Regions from separate parts of the Pan troglodytes genome. Here region 2 is linked to region 1. A link is a contact called in public HiChIP or PLAC-seq data. All regions are on one chromosome and are shown on one strand. Each heading gives the region's core, a stretch centred on a gene start, on an enhancer-like site or on the middle of the called end of the contact. The rest is flanking DNA. Distances are from core to core; before and after follow the strand shown.

Region 1 (3,353 bases), core at 449-2,948:
ACAGTATCCTTTGTAAGGGACAGCTGAGAGCCCCCCATTTACACCTGGGGAAACAGGTTCAGAGAGGCGCAGTGACTAGCCCAAGGTCATCTGGCCAGGGCAGCGGAGTGGCTGAAGCCGGAGCCCGCTCCGGGGGTGTGTCTGTCCCTGGACTCAGAAAGACAAGTCCCAACAGGACCCTGCCTCCTGGGCTGTTGGCGAATTTAAAATTGGGACGCACGAAGTCGCGGCCAGCGGCGGGGCCCCCTGGAAGTCGCCGCCCGATGAGCGGTAACTGTTGTTTATCAGTTGCAGTGAGCCCCACTGCGCAGCAAGGGAAAGCGAGTCAGGGCAAAGACGTAGGAGGGGACAGCTCCCAGTCCTAGCTGCGCAGAACCCCGCGGCCGCCCCTCCAGCCCAGGCCTCCGCCGAGTCGGCATTCCGCGCGTCGCCTCTTTTGTCCCTACCTTCTTGTGATAGAGTCGGGCCGGGGCCGACAGCTCCCGGGCGGGCAGGCGGGGGCTCCGCAGCAGCAGAGCCGATGCCGCCCGCCTCAGACGGCCAGCCCCAGCCGCCGCCATCTTGCCGGCTTGCGCCTGCGCCAGTCCAGAGCGACGCCGAGGGGCGGGGCGCGTCTGCGAGTCGGCTCCGAGCTGGGAGCGCGCCTCTCTGTCGTCACCGAAGCTTTGCGCCTGCGCCTTACCGCTCCGTGCACGCGTCCGCCTTCTGGCCCCGCCTTGACCACGCCTCTCGGGGGCGGGCGGGGTCGGGAGCGGGAAGGTCTGAAGTCGCTGGAGGGCTTGTCCTGGGTGCTGGATTCTGGTTGAGACAGGACCTCAGGCTTCTGCAGTGTGGGGCTCAAGTTCGCTTTCACAAAGCCCGCTGCGGGAATGCGGCGCAGAGGAGCACCGAGTCCACTTTTCCTAACCCTATTTTGCAGCTAAGGAAGCCGAGATTCAGGGCAGTTTAGTAACTCCGTCCAAGGTCGCTAAGGACTTATGTTCAATTAGAATTCGAACTTGGGTAATCCTGGGTTAGAATCCTGGTTCGGTTCCTTCCTGGCTGTGTGTCCCTAGACGAATGGTACCGGCTCGCTAAGTCTGAATCTTCCCTTTTGTATTAATTCGAGGACAATTGCTTCATCATGAAGCCAGCATCTGTGTCGAGTACCTACTATGTGTCAAGGCGCTCTACTAGACCCGGGGATCCAACGGAAAGCAAAACAGACATAATTCCTGCCCATTAAGCCTGCTAATGAGGGAGCAAGGTAGAGATAGAGACACACACCAATACTTTCCTACCTCAAAAGTGGGAAGCTTAAGAAGGAAACGAATACCATGTCCTGATTGAAAAAAAAAGTATGTCTATTTTTCTCTCTAAACAGCAAACTCAATTTATATGTCAGTGCCTAGCAATTAAGAATTTCTAAAGAAATGCGTATTAATGTAATTTACTGTTGGTTTGCAGTATGTGATCTTATAAAACCGGAAAACTCACGTGTATTTAACGTCTACTAGGTACCAGACGTTTACATAAAGGGGAGGAATCTGGGAAATGGATTTTTCTCTTGAATGGTGAAATCGATCCTTCCCCGAGGACCTGCAGTTTTCTTTGCGTTTGAGGCGCAGTTGCTGGGGAGAGTAAACCCAAGCGCCAGGTCACACTAGGCGATAAGTAAGGCATTTAATCGAAGAATCACTTTGACCTTCTCAAGATGGCGCCAAATTCTTCACTACAGACATCACTCTCGCTCCATGACTTCCTCTATGGCTTCCACTTCCTGCCCAAAGACCCAACTTCTGTCCGAAGTTGTGGCGGAACGCATGCCATTATAATGAGTTTTTTTATCTGGTGGGAGCTTTTACAAGGGTATAAAATAATGTGAATTTAGTGTATGTGGAGATTTTCCCGTTATCTAAGTTCCCAGTTTCTCTTTCAATGGCAAGAAAACGGGCTTTTGATAAGGCGCGCGCCGCGGGCAGCTTCTGCCTCAGCCTGTCTTCCGCGGCCGCGGGAAGACCCGAGAGTCATTAGAAGCGCAAGATGGCGACTGCGGCCGAAACCTCGGCTTCAGAACCCGAGGCTGAGTCCAAGGCTGGGCCCAAGGCTGACGGAGAGGAGGATGAGGTTAAGGCGGCTAGGACAAGGAGGAAGGTGTTATCGCGGGCTGTGGCCGCTGCGACATACAAGACCATGGGGCCAGCGTGGGATCAGCAGGAGGAAGGCGTGAGCGAGAGCGATGGGGATGAGTACGCCATGGCTTCCTCCGCGGAGAGCTCCCCCGGGGAGTACGAGTGGGAATATGACGAAGAGGAGGAGAAAAACCAGCTGGAGATTGAGAGACTGGAGGAGCAGGTGGGCCCGGGGGTGGGCAGCGGGCATCTTCCAGTCTTTCAGGTCCTCGGGTCCCCATGTCCTGGCCCGCCTCCCTAGTCCTCGGCGGCGATAAAGCCGCCAAGGCTGCAAACCCGCTTTTCGTGACAGTAGCTCCTGTCGGATTTGAGTGCTTACTGCCTGCCCATTGCCTTGCAAACGTTATCTCATTGAATCCTCGCCACGACCCTGTGAAGGAAGCCCTGTTATCTATCCCCATTTTACTGGAGGAAACTGAGGCTCGTGGAGGAAAGTCTCTTGCTCAGGATAACACTTTCTGCAAGTCAGGCCTTGTACTTTGATCCCATTCCAGAACTCCCACTCTTAACCACACGTCCAACAGTAGAAATAAACTCATTCGCAAGAGAGTGTTATTTTGTTATGTAGGAATGACGGCGATGATGAAACTTGTGGTAAGAAAAATATTGACCGCGATGGTGATAATAGAAATGGAAAGGTTTCTGGTTCTGGAGGTTAAGGCCTCAGTTCTAGCTATTCAACTCTTGTATGTGCTTGTAAGAATTTCTTAATTTCTCTCACCCTCTCGACTTCCTTATCTGCAGATTGGGAGCAACAATTTCTGCATAATATAATTGTTGTAACAGTAACCATAGCTCAGTGCCTAGCATCTAGTCATAACATGGTCTCTCACTTGTAACCTTATGAGGTGGTGATATCTACTGTATAATCCAGGATCTCAGCAGGAAATAGGTGGCACATTTAAATTAGGATGATCTGAGAGAAAGTCAATAAAGGTGTGGGTAGGGAAATCGGGAGTGAAAGTTTAGTATCCCATGGCTGATAACTCCAGAACCTGGTGTCCATCTTTGGGCTGGAAGGGGTGAAGGGTGTGATCTGAATTGTGTGGAGAGGGCACCTGAGACCTGCTGATAACTTTGTTCAAGGGAAGCAGCCCCAGTTTCCTGTCAAGGATTGAGGTGGGGGAAGAAATACCCTGACCTCTCTTTCTTCCTCCCACCAAACTTCTGCTGGTGCCTCCT
Region 2 (3,353 bases), core at 473-2,972, 170 kb before region 1:
CAGCTACGTGGGAGGCTGAGGTGGGAGGATTACTTGAGCCCGGGAGGTCCATGCTGCAGTGAGCCGTGGACTGCCCCACTGCACTCCAGCCTGAGCGACAGAGCAAGACTGTGTCTCAAACAAACAAAAACAAGTGAATTGTTTTTGAGCCTCACCATATGGCAGGCACTGCAGTAGGCGTTTCATCACGTTTATCTCATTTAAATAAAGTGAGTGGCAAATCTTACTGCAGGAAGGGTGCTGAATTCCTCCTATTAGGAGTGGCTGCTTGAAGGCAAAATAAAACCCATCCTTTCATTTTGTTGAGTCCCAGCAGTAGCAGCAACAGGTACTGTCGAGCGTTTATCACAATCCAGGAACTCTTATAAGTATATTACTATTATCCTGGTGCAAAAGTAATCGCGGTTTTTGCCATTCCTTTTAATGGCAAAAAGTAATGCCATGACCATGGCTGCTAATATGATCTCATGGAACCCTGTGAGGGAGGGGCTGTTATTATCCCCATTTTACAGATAAAGAAACTGACCCTTAGAGAGGATAAATAATTTGCTGTGATAGCTGTCTTAGTTCAGGTCGAGCTTAATTTAAATAACACACGTTTCTGAGGCTGACGCTTAAAATAAAAAATCCCCCTGTGAATGGCAAAGATGCCTTGCTTTGGGAAGTAAATAGCCCTACCCCACAGTCGGTTCGGTTCCCCAGGCTCTGTTTCCTCAAATCTCGGTATTTCAGAGCTTGATGTTTCAGAAAGGGACTTTAGCTATTAACAGGACAACTTCTTCATGCTAAAGATTAGGGGACTCAGGCCCAAAGAGGTAAGAGAACTGTCCCAGGTCACACAGTCTGACGGCCGCAGAGCTGAGGCTCAAATTCCCGTGCTCCGACTTTCAGGCCTGGGCCGCCGAGTTATTAAGGGACTCTGGCCAGGGAAAGGAAGGGAGGAACCCTGAAGTTTCCATTCCCTCACCTGCGAAATGGGGTCAATCACGGGCCCTCTTTGGGGTTACGTGGGTGTGGCCCAGCCCAGGGGCGGCCACTCTGCACTAGGAATGTGACAATGGACGGTTCAGGGAGGGCTGGAACGTCGGCAGTCCTCAAGGGAGGTGGTGGTAGGGTGTGACGGAGCCAGGGCGGAGCGTCGGGAGCCAGAGGCGTGGATTCGCGAATTCGGGGCGGGGCTTGAGGTTTAAACGTTGAGATGGGGTAGTGGGCGGGGCTTGAGATGCTAGGAATAGGGTTGCGGTCCTTGGGCGGGGCTTCTGGAAGACGGGGCGGGGCTTTGTGAGGCCGCTGGGCGAGTTCTGAAGCAGTGGGAGGGGAGCCGGGCTTAGGGAAGCAGGAGGCTGGTTTAAGGACTTGGATAGGCAGTGCGCGGGGCTCAGAGGAGCTAATGTTCCTGTATTGAGGGGCTCTGGGGGAATCTTTGAGGAGCCAGGGGACGTGGCCTTGCAGAGCCTAGCGGGTCAGTGGGCGGGGCTCTAAGAACCCCGCTCCGGGGTCTAAGGAGCAGTGGGCGTTGCTCGGAGGCGCCTGTGGGCGTGGCCCTCTACCACTAGGATGACTGGAGAGCGGGGCGTGCGCTTGGGCACCGCCTGCATCCCTCGGCGCGACCAGAGGGGGCGTAGCGAGGCGTGGAACGTGGGGTGGGAAGCGGGCTTCCCCTCCGGAAGTGGGCGTGGCGCACAGCGGCCCGGCAGCCCTGGTTGGGCCCCGCGCGGCGCGGGGGCGGGGCCTACGCGCGGTGGCGGGGGCGGTGGCGGCTGCCCGCGCCCCTCCCCCGCACGGCGCTCAGTGCCAGGCGGGAGGCGGCAGCGGTTGGAGGCTTCGCCCGGCTTTGCAGCGGGGACTTCGGCGGCGGCGCCTCAGGCACCTCGGCCCGGGTGAGCGGCGCGCGCCCCCGGCGGGGGCAGCCTGAGAGCGAGTCGGGCGGGCGGACCTGTCCTCTGAGCATGTGCCTGCGCCGCCTGACAGGAGCCGGCGGGGCGAGGGGCAGGGCTAGGTGGAGGGGACAGGGCTGGGTGGGCGCGCGGGGCGCGGGTTCACGGGCTGGGTTGCAAGGGGTTAGGGCCGGGGGCTGCTGTCGGGGGCTCGGGGAAAGGGAGTTGGGTACCGAACCAGGTGGCGTGGGGAGCGTGAAGCAGGGTCCCTGTGGGGAGGAGGCTTTCGAGGTCCGGAACGCTCCTGGCCGGGTGCGCAGCCGCGGGCCGAGGTGGGACGAGGCTGCCCAGGGAAGGCTTTTAGGGGTCAGGGATCGCCTGCTTGGGCGAGGTGCTGGGAGGGAAGGGCTGCTTCGGGCGAGGCGCAGAGCCCGGGGGCTCCAGGCCTGGGGACTGGGTTTGGGCCGCCCCAGGGAACGAGTGGGTGGGGGCGGGCAGGGGCCGGGCTCACGTGGGGCCGGGGCGAGCTGGGCCCTGCGTCGGGAGGGGCGAGGGCGGCCGCCTGGCCTGCGGGTTTCCTGGCTTTGGGTGCGAGACCAGCTCTGGGCCCTGCAGATCTCGGTTGGGGGTCAGGCGGGGCGGGGCAGAGCTGGAGCTGGAGTAATGTGGGTGGGGGCGGCTTGGGAAGAGGCTGAGCCGGGCCAAGGGAGCAGAGGGCTGGGACTGGCTGGGGGTTGGGAGGGGAGGAACGAAGCAGGAAGGCTGTCGGATCGGGGGCCCAGGGTGTCCGAGTGAACTGGGTGATTCAGAGGTGTGTTTCCCTAATAGCGGGGCAGCTGGCGAGGGACGCAGTAAAAAGGAGCGAGGTGCAGGTGGGGCCTCGCTGCGCCGAAATGACTGAGGATGAGGTCAGACGTGGAGGGTGGGAATGCAGAAACCGAGCTCTCCCGCCTGTCCCCACCGGCGCACGCTCCCCAGCTCTCCGTCTCTCAAATGATTTGAATGTGTTGGGGGAAGTGGCAGGCTGCGGTGAGAGCTGAGAAGAAAGGGGCTTCCTCTTGGAGGGAGGCGCTGGCCCTGCCATCCTTTTTTGGGAGTGTTCAAAGGATTTTAAACGCTGGAAAAGGAATCGTAGGCTTTACAGCATCACGATTTAGAAACACATCCTATATTTGGCCGTAATGTAGGCTGCCCTTGTTTTGTGGTGTCTAAAGTGCTTGCTCTACGTGTTGCAAACGTGGGATTCAGAGTGCGAAGCAAATTGCAAGTTGTTCATTTCCCCCGGCATGGTAAGATACAAAGGCTTTTCCCTCCTATAAGACATTTGAAAAGAATTGAATGTAGTGCGCGTTTAAAACTGGTCCTGGGTGGCGAATATATTTACTTTTGGAAATAGTTACCACAAAATATTAGGCCCTCTTACCGCAGCCTTTCTGCCTGGGATTGCATTCTAAAACAGTACTTGTAGGGCTCTTA

The links. HiChIP or PLAC-seq counts read pairs in DNA pulled down with a chosen protein or histone mark.
Region 2: an H3K4me3 HiChIP or PLAC-seq map of stem cell-derived excitatory neurons shows a contact between it and region 1, with 2.2 times the contacts expected there. The contact joins the promoter of CORO1C here to the promoter of SART3 in region 1. A contact is called at or near these places in 1 of 7 Hi-C or Micro-C datasets (stem cell-derived neural progenitor cells) and 1 of 1 datasets of contacts at active chromatin or transcription factors (stem cell-derived excitatory neurons).

The regions. Positions count from the first base shown.
Region 1 is chr10:115,368,465-115,371,817 of NHGRI_mPanTro3-v2.0_pri, reverse strand. It overlaps SART3 (spliceosome associated factor 3, U4/U6 recycling protein), which reads left to right and starts at 1,698. Exons shown (of 18, transcript XM_016924118.3): 1 at 1,698-2,334. The coding sequence starts at 2,023. It overlaps ISCU (iron-sulfur cluster assembly enzyme), which reads right to left and starts at 1,726. Exons shown (of 5, transcript XM_509343.5): 1 at 447-1,726. The coding sequence starts at 560.
Region 2 is chr10:115,538,989-115,542,341 of NHGRI_mPanTro3-v2.0_pri, reverse strand. It overlaps CORO1C (coronin 1C), which reads left to right and starts at 1,722. Exons shown (of 11, transcript XM_001147913.8): 1 at 1,722-1,880. It overlaps LOC107967635 (a long non-coding RNA gene), which reads right to left and starts at 1,137. Exons shown (of 4, transcript XR_001708260.4): 1 at 968-1,137.